2 separate regions of the Mus musculus genome follow, and region 2 is linked to region 1. The links are chromatin contacts, called in public promoter capture Hi-C maps. All regions are on one chromosome and are shown on one strand. The core of a region is the stretch at or near the end of the contact, and the rest is flanking DNA. Distances in the headings are between cores, read along the strand shown.

What was found. Promoter capture Hi-C pulls out the DNA fragments that hold promoters and counts their contacts.
Region 2: a contact with region 1 is called in a promoter capture Hi-C map of embryonic stem cells, with 2.9 times the contacts expected there. The contact joins the enhancer-like site here to the promoter of Sctr in region 1. A contact is called at or near these places in 1 of 39 promoter capture datasets (embryonic stem cells), 1 of 15 datasets of contacts at CTCF or cohesin (embryonic stem cells), 5 of 484 Hi-C or Micro-C datasets (the HL-1 cell line, embryonic stem cells and stem cell-derived neural stem cells) and 1 of 9 other capture datasets (embryonic stem cells).

Annotation. Positions count from the first base shown.
Region 1 is chr1:120,004,553-120,009,961 of GRCm38.p6, forward strand. It overlaps Sctr (secretin receptor), which reads left to right and starts at 2,428. Exons shown (of 14, transcript NM_001012322.2): 1 at 2,428-2,779. The coding sequence starts at 2,705. It also overlaps a transcript of Cfap221 not described here.
Region 2 is chr1:120,526,126-120,531,683 of GRCm38.p6, forward strand. No RefSeq gene overlaps it. Among named protein-coding and RNA genes, the nearest start is that of Marco, 24 kb to the left of the region's middle. Within about 2 kb of position 3,931, at least 9 of the 459 cell types and tissues checked have an H3K27ac peak or open chromatin away from gene starts, as enhancers often do. A contact at or near this core is called in embryonic stem cells, where this site is marked.

The DNA of each region.
Region 1 (5,409 bases), core at 1,178-3,677:
CCTTCATACTTATCTTACAATCACTTTACCAAGGAAACCATCTTTATAGCATCTCCATATACTTTGCATAGAATTTACTGCCGTCTGAAAAATAACTGCTCACTCTGCATTCCACAGTTGCTTTGTTTGCTAACCAAAAGAATTATTCATTTTGTGGTGATGCAGAACTCTTAAATTAAGTAGCATCCTTCTTAGTATCCTAGAGAGGATGACGTTGTAGAACTGTAGCTGGTCCACATGAGCTGAGGTTGGCAAGGGTAATTGCCACAGGCCTCTATCACCCTAATGTAGCTTGTGGAGCAGAGCAGGAGATTGATAAATATTTGTTGAATAATGTTAATCCTCTAGCATATCTTATTCCTGCTGTGGGAAAAGAAAAAAGAAACAACATAACCGGAGAAATAATTACAAAAACAAAAACAAAGAATCACCAGCCAGCTTGGTGAAGCCTTATCACAATGTGAAGAAAATAAAACAGTTTTCTAACTCAGTGTGATAGCTGATGTTACTAGTTGATGCAATTAACTAGTTAGGCTAATTGAGACAGGATGACCCACCAGAACTGTGGGCAGCACCATCCCATAGGCTGCGGTCCTGGACCCAGTTAAAATGGAGAATGTAAGCTGAGTCCCAGCATGCATCTCTCTCTGCTTCCCAACTATGGATGCCATGTGACCATCTGCCTCTCGCTCCTGCTGCTGTGCCTTCCCCACCATGATGGGCTGTGTTCCCAAACTGTGAGCCACACTAATCTCTTCCCCCTAAGCTGCTTTTGTCAAAGTATTTTATCACAGCCACTAAAAACGTATCTAGCATTGTGTTTAGCCAAACAAAAGAGGAAACGCCTCAGCCCTTTCCGACAAGTAGGAAGCTACAAGCAGTAACCAAGCGCCTGTGGAGCGCCTGCCTAACTTTAATTTACAAAGCATCCCATAGATCACAAAGATCTGTCCCAGCATCACATGAAACCAGTTGTGATGGAAAGTATCTGCAGTCCCAGCACTTGGCATGTGGATCGGAGGACCAAACACTCAAGGGCACCCCCAGCTATATCAGAGGGAATTAAAGGCAAGTCTGGGCTAGAGACGCTCTCCAAAAATAATAAGGTCTAGAAGGAATTGGAGAGGGTACTGGGATTCAAAGCTGGCTGGGGGCTTGTTGATAGTTTTAGATTTGCACATGCTGTAAAGAGGCAAAGTATCCTGAAGGATATGCCGAAAGAAAGGGGAAGGAGGGAGACTTCTTTCCCTTCGGCATTTGACGAAATTTTCATTTTCTGAAGATTTGTGTCTAACCTTGAAACCTGCCTCCGTGAGATGCTAAGTGTGTCTACAAGAGGGCCAGGAAATTGGCTCAGTCTGTAAAGTGCTTGCCGTGCCAGTGTGAGGACCTTATAAAAAGCCAGGCATAGCAGTGTGTGAGCACTAGCTATCCTGGCACTGGGGAGGCAGAGAGAGGAGGACCCCTAGGGCTCAGTGGCCAGAGGTGTAGCCAAGTAATGAGCTTCAAGTTCACTGAGAGACCTTGCCTCAAAAGGTAAGGGAGGAGTGACGGAGGAAGAACGTTCACTGCCGATCCTTAATCTCTACACACACCTCCACACAGGCGTGCACACAGGAAGTATTGATATAACTTACCCCAAAGCCAAGCACAGCCTCTCCCCTCCTCAGGATGACCTTTAAAACACCATTGGAAGGACATATTGAATATCTAGGGTTCTGATGGTTGGGACTTTGGTTTAATGTCCCACTTTCTGCTACTGTGTGACTGGGGCACTGAATTAGAACTAAAGAGGCCATTGACATAAAAGAATGGTCCCTCTCTTTCCCAGGGAGGGTGACGTTGAAACTTGGAGAATGTACAGAACGGTATTTTCCCATAGCATAGCGGCCACCACAGTCTCCACCATCTCCTCTCACACAGAGCAGTGCTGTTTGTTGGGCTGTCGGCGGAAGCCTTGGGTTTGATCTCTAGCTCTGCATGCGCTGGGTGTGGTGACTCTAATGCTAGAAAAATCACTGGAAGCTAAGGAACAAGAGTGTTCTGTAGGACCAAGTTGAGGTAGACTTAATTCTGTTTGTATAAAAGTCAGCCTGGGAAATGGTGTAGGAGACCACATCTGTAATCCCAGGGTTAGGAAAATTGAGGCAGGAGGTCTGAGAGTTCAAAGTAAGCCTGGCTTATATAGTGAGACCATGTCTCAATCGAGGATAAGAAAAGAAAAGAAAAGAAAAGAAAAGAAAAGAAAAGAAAAGAAAAGGTGTTGCCTACCTTGTCACTGCTGAAGGCACGTGACTTAAGTCCTCCAGAGAAAGTACTTTCTGGATTGGAAGGGAAGGAGGGAGGTTGCAGCTGCCTCTATGCGGGTGTCTAGGGTCCCTCCTCCTCTCTCCTCCCTTCCAGCTCTGTGCCGCCCCCCAACCCCTCCCTGCTATTCCCTGCAGGGTGGAGTCGCGAGCTGTCGTCCAGTCTTTATCAATAGGCACTGCAGGTTAGTTAACAGTCTTGCCACCTCCTTCAGGGAGCAGCAGTCCCTAGCCTGGCTGTGGGTCTGGTCGGATTGGGTAGGTCCAGCCATGGCTTCTCTGGGCTTGGGGGTCGCCCAGGGTCCTGGACGACATGCAGGACGCTGAGCTGGACACAGAGACGGACACCCAGCTCCTGAAGAGGCCAGAGCACAAAGGGGATCAACAGTGGGCGGAGCATGCTCAGCACCATGAGCCCCCGGCTGTCACTGCTTCTGCTGTGGCTGCTGCTGCTCATCAATGCAGCGCACCCTGTGAGTACCCCGCCCCGTCCCCGCGCCCCCGGATGTGGACCCCACGGACCAGTCCACGGTCCTCTATCCGGCCCTAGGAGTTACGGGGAGCAGCCGATCTCTCTTCCCTTAACATACTATCGTCCACTCTGACGGAGCCCTCTTCTCTCCAAAGGCAAAAACTTCAAGGGCTCTGTGTGAGGCTCACTCCCCTCACCTTCGCTCATCCCTTCCCGCCGCTAAACTCACTTCTTTCCAGAAGACAATTCTGTAGCCGCCCCGGCAACGATGCGTGCTAGACATTTGCACTCTAGGGTTTTGTCAAAACACCCTCGTTCCCTTTTGAGACCCGTGGTCTCAGGCACCGGCCAAGGCTCAGAAAGGGGGCGGGAAAGGCTTACTGTCAGAATAAAGCCAGAACCACATTGTTCAGGCTAGTAGCGGTTTTTTGTTTTTTCACGTGCTCCGTTGTGCAGATGGGAAATTTTAGTTTTTCCATCTGTGTGGGATCATTTCAGCCCTCTGTGACCTGGAGGGACTGACTTTCTAAAGTCTGCCCGTCTTGGGAGCAGTAGGTCGCAACAAACTCGGGTAGGAGAGGAAGAAGGTTGGAGGAAGGGGAGAGAGAGGCCAGGCGGGTAGTGGTTTGTGTTGCTTTCCCATAGAAACTTCTGGGAACTTTCCCCTGGGATATCTGAGTGAGAGACAGGCTGCACTGAGGCTGGCAGGATGGGAAGAACTGGGAAGAAGGTCAAAGCTGCCGGGTTGGACTCCAGGGTTACCACAGGGAATGGATCCTGGAGCTGCCATCTGGGTCAAAAACATTGTTTCCCGTTTCCTGGGACATTTTTGTTCTGTGCCAGGGAGGCAGGAGCAGGTTCAGCTTACATTTGTGTCTCAAAGGTGATGATCTCGGGAATAAACGGATGGGGAAACTGAGGCTTTGCTTGGTTCAAGTCTTCACTGCACCTGAGACGGCTGCTTGTGTATGTCTGTTCAAGTCCCTCATTTTACAGCCGATCAAAGCCCTCAGTGGGAGACCTGCTTTTGATCAGCATGTTAGGAGCCAGGCTGGGACTAGTGCCCAGATCTTTAGACTCCTCACTTTGGAAGGAGGGGGTGGGGTCTGGCCTGCCTGAGGTTTGTTCTGTTCCTTGTACACCTTGTATTTGCATGTCACTAACACACACATGGGCAGTGTGGACATCCCTAGGAGAAAGGCTTCACGTGGGCCTCTGGTTATTGTGTGGGCTTATCCAGACCTGTGATTCTATCTCTTGAGGATTGTGGTAGAAAACGCCTTTAATAAATGAGGGTGGAAGGGCCTACTTTGTTGGACTATTTCCCAGCTTCTGCAACTTTTCCTTTCGCTCCTTTGACTCTGAGTGCTTGGCTGTTGGATTTTGAGATTCGAGGATAATAAAGACAATTTCTTCCTTCCTTTTGGCATTCCCTCAGAGGGACATCATAGGTGTCTTCCAAAGAGACCACTAAAACTGACGTGTGTGGTCCTAGCCCCCGTCTTCGCCTCTTCCTACAGGGGAGGTTTCAGAAAGTTCTTTTGCAAGTGGAAACCGAAAACAGTGACTGCTGAAGGGGTTTACCATAAGAAACTGAGTGCATCACCTCTGCTGGTTTGCTCCATACAGCTAATTTGTGTGTGCAGGAGCCTGGATATGCATGTGGAGGCTGGAGAGCCTCTTCTGGCTTTTATTCCTCATGTGCTAGCCACCCTGGTTTCTTGACGCCAGGCCTCTCCCTGCCCTGGGACTCACCAAGTACAACAGACAGACTGGTCAGTAAGAGCTGGGGAGTCTCCTGTCTCCACTTCCCTAGCTCTGGCTAGTATGGCTTATGGTTTTAATGTCAACTTGCCACAAACTAGAATTACCAGGCATGCACATGGTACACAGACATACATGCAGGCAAAATACCCATGAATATAAAAATCTTTTAAAGCACATTATGTCTCTATGCTAGCTCTATTGTTTCTTATTATAATATTAATAATATATTTTGATCATATTCACTCCCCATGTCTTCCCTTAACTCTTCCTGGATTCATCCCAGCCCCTCCCAAGCTTACCACCCTCCTCTCTCTCTCTCCAGTAACCCACTGAGTGGAATTTGTGCTGCCCATATAATTGTGGTATGGGCCAATCCTCTCTAAAATGGGGACCTACCAGGATCCACATCCCTGAAGAAAACTGATTCCCCCCGCCCCCATCTCCATTTCAGTGATTAACTGCCTGTAGTTCCTCAACTAGAAGTGGAGGGTCTCATACGTCCCTCTCTCATACCTCTTGCTATGTTCACTGCCTCGATTTGTTTAGGTAACCAGGGCTACAGTGACTTCATGTGTGTGTCTGCCCCGGCATGTCAGGAAAACACTGCCTTATGCCTTATGGCAGTACTCTGTAACTTCCGGCTCTTGTAATCTTTCTGACGCATGATTCAAACAGGGTTTCTTAACTTTGACACAGTTTTGTTTTTTGTTTTTTATATTTTGGTTTTTGAGACAGGTCTCATGTAGCCCAGGATGGCCTCCAATTCCCTATGTAACTAAGGACCATCTTGAATTTCTGATCCCACTGCCTCTGCCTACTGAGTACAGGTTGCTGGGTTGGGGTTGGGGTGGAACCGGGGTTTCA
Region 2 (5,558 bases), core at 2,681-5,180, 520 kb after region 1:
GATTGTATTCACTCCCATAACCCTCTCTTATCCCTCTCCAACCTTGCTGACTTCCATCTTTCCAGTGACTACTTCCTACCATGTATGTACACACACACACACACACACACACACACACACACACACACACTTGCAGGTCTTCAGCAGAGAGCTGTATATTCATGATTACAACAGCCGGATCCCATCCAGAAGACAGCATTTCACAACACCCCTCTCAACTCTCTGGCTCTTACCAGAGTATCTCTTTATACACCATGGGGATAGCACTCTTAAAAGATAGCTTAAAACACGTATTACTTGTTTATAGGGTTCATGCACACCATGGGACATGTGTGTTGGTCACAGACTGGAGAACATGAGTAAGTTTGTTCTCTCCCTCCACCACGTGAGTTCTCGGGACTAAACTTGGGTCTGAACTTGGGCCATCAGTCTTCACAACAGGTACCTTTGCCCACCGAATCACTTCTGGCCCAAATGCTCTTTTTTTTTTTCTTTAGTGTGGTTTGTAAATTAGGTCTATGAAGATTTTCTCCCAGATTTGCTTTAAAAAAAAAAAAAAACCTCTCTTCTAAGTACTAAAAAGGGGGAATGTACTAAAAGATAAATCATATGATTGTTTCAGATACAAACCCCCCCCCAAAAAAAAAACCAAAAAACAAACCACTACCCATCCCCTCACCCCCCAAAAAAAAACAAAACAAAACAAAAAAACAAAAAACAAAAAACAAAAAACCAACCAACCAAACAAACAAAAAAAACAAGACCAAAAAACCCCTCATCATCTAATTGAAGCTTGTCAAATGTGCTATGGAAGGAAAATTCTTTGCCTTAAGAAAAGGCATCTCTCAAATACGTAATAAAAAATATTTTTTTTAAAAAAAGAAAAGGCATCTCTCAAAATCTGAAATAAAAATCATAGAGAACAATAAAGATGGGATGTTTTTCCCCAGCATCAGGCTCAAGGCAAGAACGTCTAGTCTTACCATGTCTATCTGAGGGCTTGGTAATGTAATGAGATAATCAAGCCAAGTATAAGCAAAATCTTGCCAGGGATAGGACTATGCAGAGTGGGTCGTGCTTCAGCAGTAAACAGCTGTGGTTGTTGCGCAGATTCCCCAAGGCATCCGTGATGATTAGCTTTCACTAGATCTTGGGACAGCCTAGTATACCTCAGAAGGCAGTCTCAGTGAGAAACTGTCCTCATTAGTTTGGTCTGTGGGCATGCCTGGGGGGTTGGTGTCTCGAGTGCCTTAATTGATGTAGGAGGTTCACCATAAATGTGAGAGGTACCCTCTGGTGGCATTTCAGATAAAGGGATATGGAAGAAGGAAAGCTTTGCTCTTTTGTTTTGTTGGACTTTACTCTTGTTGAAAGAGTGGTGTAAGTTCATCCACTTTGTTGCTACAACTGCAAATTCCTTTGTATTAGAACCAGTTTCCCACTAAAACTGAAACCAGTGGGTCTCCAGGAATTTCCCAGGCCTTCATTGTCAGCTTGGAACCGCTGAGACCTCCAATCTTGCGGACCCAGTTCCTACTAGATTCTCAGTCTCTCCAGTATGAGTCAGCCATTGTTGGATGACCCAGATGATTGTGTAAGACAGTGTAATAAATGTTCTTTTAATAACCTTCCATTCTATTGGTTTTGTTCCTCTAGAGAACTGTATACCTATGCAATATTCATAGCAGCTGGTCTGGTGTGAGGGAGGTTTCCCTATATCCTTGGCTGACACTCTTCTGCTCACAGCAGCCAGGGTGGGGGCTCAAGGAAGAAGATAAAATCTGTCAGTTACAGGGTCACATTACCCTGAATTCCCACGTTAGCGTATTTAAAGGAAAATCAAACATTACCAAATGTCTTAGAGTTTCTATTGCTGTGAACAGACACCAGACCATAGCAACTCTTATAAAAAGAAGACATTAGTTGGGGCTGCCTTACAGTTTCAGAGGCTTAATTCATTATCATCATGTCCAGAAGCATGGCACCACACAGGCAGACATGGTGCTGGAGAGAGAGCTGAGGTTCTACATCGCTGCATTCACAGACAGCAGGAAGTGACTATGAACCTCTGGACTTGGCTTGAGCTTCTGAGATCTCCAAGCTCTTTAGTGACACACTTCCTCCAACAAGGCCACACCTCCTAATAGTGCCACTCCCTATGAGACTAGAGATTGGGTCATCCGTTTTCATTCAAACCCGTGCACCAATGGTGTTCACAATTGTAGCCTGTCATTCAAAAGGCATCGGTGTCTCTCAATGTTTATTCCTGCTCCTACATCTCAGAGTGCCTGTCTTCAGATGATTGAACTGAAAGGATAGTGGCCCCGAGGCTCAGCTGCTGCCTAGCTGGTGCCAGTGGTCTAGTTCATAAATCAGTGGTGTTAACAAGATGCCATCTCTGCTTTTAGGTATACACATAAATACTGACACCGCCTCAATCCCAGACAGAAGGAAGGATTTTTGCTCTGCACTGTATTCCAAATTGAGCCACATGATTATTTCTGAGTGTGTGGCTGAGTCCAGAGGTCAATGAAGATACCATTTTCTTCAGGTATGAGCCTCAGGCCTTGCCACTGTGAAGGAGAGTAAAGTCTCCAGTGCACTTGGGCTGCGCAGGCTAAGGGGTATTGTGGAAGTAGAAATGAAGGCCATTCCCATGAAGACAAGAGGGTGTGGGCGTTGAAGATCTGGATTTTAAGGCAGGGAAGGAGACAGTTTAATGGTGTCTAATATCCAAAGTGATCATTTCCAATGAAATTACTACTATCAACCTATATAATTACATATCTAAAAGCTACCAATAAATAAAAGAACTGAAATATAATAAAATGTATAAAGAAAGTACAGGAAGAAGGTTGAAAAAATCAAAATGCAATCATGGTTTCTTACTGTAGACAGCTACCAATTTGAAACAGAATATAAGAAACTATCTCGCTAATATTGTGAAGAAAGAGATGAAATATCTAACAATACATGCAACAGAGAAACCAAGCCTCAGGTAGGCAGTGGTGATGCACAGCTCTAATCCCTGCATTCGAGGCAGGGGCAGGCAGATCTCTGAGTTTAAGGCCACCCTGGTCTACAGACTGAGTTCCGGGACAGCCAGGGCTACACAGAGAAACCCTGTCTTGAAAAGTGAAAAAAGAGAGCAACAGAGCGAGAGAGAGGGAGAGAGAGAAAGAGAGAGACAGAGAGAAAGAGAGAGAAAGGAAAAAAGAAAGAAAAAGAGAAAGAGAGGAAAGAAAAAAGAAAGAAAAAGAGAAAGAGAGGAAAGAAAAAAGAAAGAAAAAGAGAAAGAGAGAGGAAGGAAAAAAGAAAGAAAAAGAGAAAGAGAGGAAGGAAGGAAGGAAGGAAGAAAGAAAGAAAGAAAGAAAGAAAGAAAGAAAGAAAGAAACAAAGAAAGAAAGAAAGAAAGAAAGAAAGAGAGAGAGAGAGAAATGTATTTTCAGGGTTGGGGGAGTAAAAACTAAAATAAATACTTTTTCAATTTTTCCAAATTCAAATGAAGCATGTTTGGGATACAGCTGTGGTTCCACATCCCCCACTTCCTCTCTCTTAGGATCCAGATGATGCTGTTTACATGGTTGAAGTGGGTGGGGTCTGCAGGGTCCTGGTCATGCCAGAGAGATTGGGCTTCACCAGCTCGGGACATTCCATATCCACCCACTGAGAGGATGGAGGGTCTGAGCTCAATCTTGAATAAAGACTCTTTGCTTTTGCATACAAATTGGATTCTTGGTGGTCTCTAGTGGTCTGTGGGGAGCTCACATATACTTTATTAGGAGCAAACCAGTGCTATGTATGGACCCTGAAGAGTGGGAAGGAGTTTTCAGGGTAAATGGAAATCATTGACTGGAGTTTAAAGCCCTGAAATGCCTCATGTGTATGGAGAGGCATTCCAGGAATCTCAGTTACTTGCTGAGTGGATTCTTACTGGGGTGGGAGTGGGAGGGTTGAAATTGTAGGTTTTCCAAGGGCTATTCAACTTTCCCCAGGTAGAGGGTGTGGCAGGTCAGGCTCCAGGGATAAAGTCAGAGAAAAGGAATCCCTGCTGGAAAAGGGATTCCTCCATTTTGCACTGAGCTCAGAGGAGCTATTCGGCCATGGTAGATTGAGACCTTAAAGAGAACGGTTTCCCCACAATGTAAATTAATGATTTGGGTAAAAAGAAACAATGTTAAAATGCTGTCAACTGTTCCTACATGAATTTACGAATCTAATGTACATTAAAATAAGTACATTAAAAATACTAACAAAAATGTTTTGCAGGGGTGTGTGTGTGTGTGTGTGTGTGTGTGTGTGTGTGTGTGTGTGTGTGTTTGGACCCTTTTAATAAATTACATTGGGGCGATTGGTCAGCAACCTGTTACAATAGATAAATGAATAAATAAAAAGGCACACAAGTCAGATGTAAAAGAGATGATCTGACTATAGGAATATGAAAGAAATTTCCAACCAGGAACATTGACCACATCAAAGTTCCAGCTAGCCAGATAGGGAGATAGGAAGTTTTGTTTTAAATATGATAAATTAAGAATAAATTTTAAACAAAGCAATGGTTTTCATCTTGACATTTTCAAATAGGTGTGTCATTATACGTTGTCTCAATCCACCCTGCTACGCCATTGTTCTCCTCCCTGGTCCTTGCCTTCCTTTTCCTGGTTTCCTTTCCCCCAAATCATCACCCCTTCTGCTCTCATGACACATGTATTCCATCTCCATTAAGAAAAAAAAAAACATTTTTTGCAAATGACATCTCCACATGTAAAGAGCACAACTAAAAGTAGGAAAATGGACAAAAATGCTTTTTCAGGGTAAAAAAAAAATGAGTCATAAAAGATAGGGCTTCCAGTTTTGAACATGTTGGGATACAAAGAACAAAAAGCTGGCCCAAACATCTGAGTAAAAGACGCCATTCTCATGACTGAGACGCTGGGGGTGGGGGGGAGTGAACATGTAAGAGGTCATTCTCATGACTGAGATGCTGGGCGGTGGGGTGGATAAACATGCAAGAGGCCATTCTCATGACTGAGATGCTGGAGGGGATAAACATGTAAGAGGTCATTCTCATGACTGAGACGCTGGGGGGGGGGGGATAAACATTCAAGAGGCCATTCTCATGACTGAGATGCTGGGGGGGGGAATAAACATGTAAGAGGTCATTCTCATGACTGAGAAGCTGGGGGGGGGGGATAAACATGCAAGAGGCCATTCTCATGACTGAGATGCTGGGGGCGCAGTAAACATGTAAGAGGTCATTCTCATGACTGAGATGCTGGTGTGGGGGATAAACATGCAAGAGGCCATTCTCATGACTGAGATGCTGGGGGGGAATAAACAGGTAAGAGGTCATTCTCATGACTGAGATGCTGGGGGGGGGCGGGGGTCTCTAAACCTCTTTTGATGAGCAATTTGGCCTTATGTCTAAGAAAGCATTTGTGCTATGTTTTTTGATGTGGGTACAAGGACTCTTTTGAAGCAGTGCTCACGACAAGAAGCCTGGACAAACTCTGGCCATCCCCTTAGAGGTCATAAGCAAGCATGGCCTGTTTTCCTGT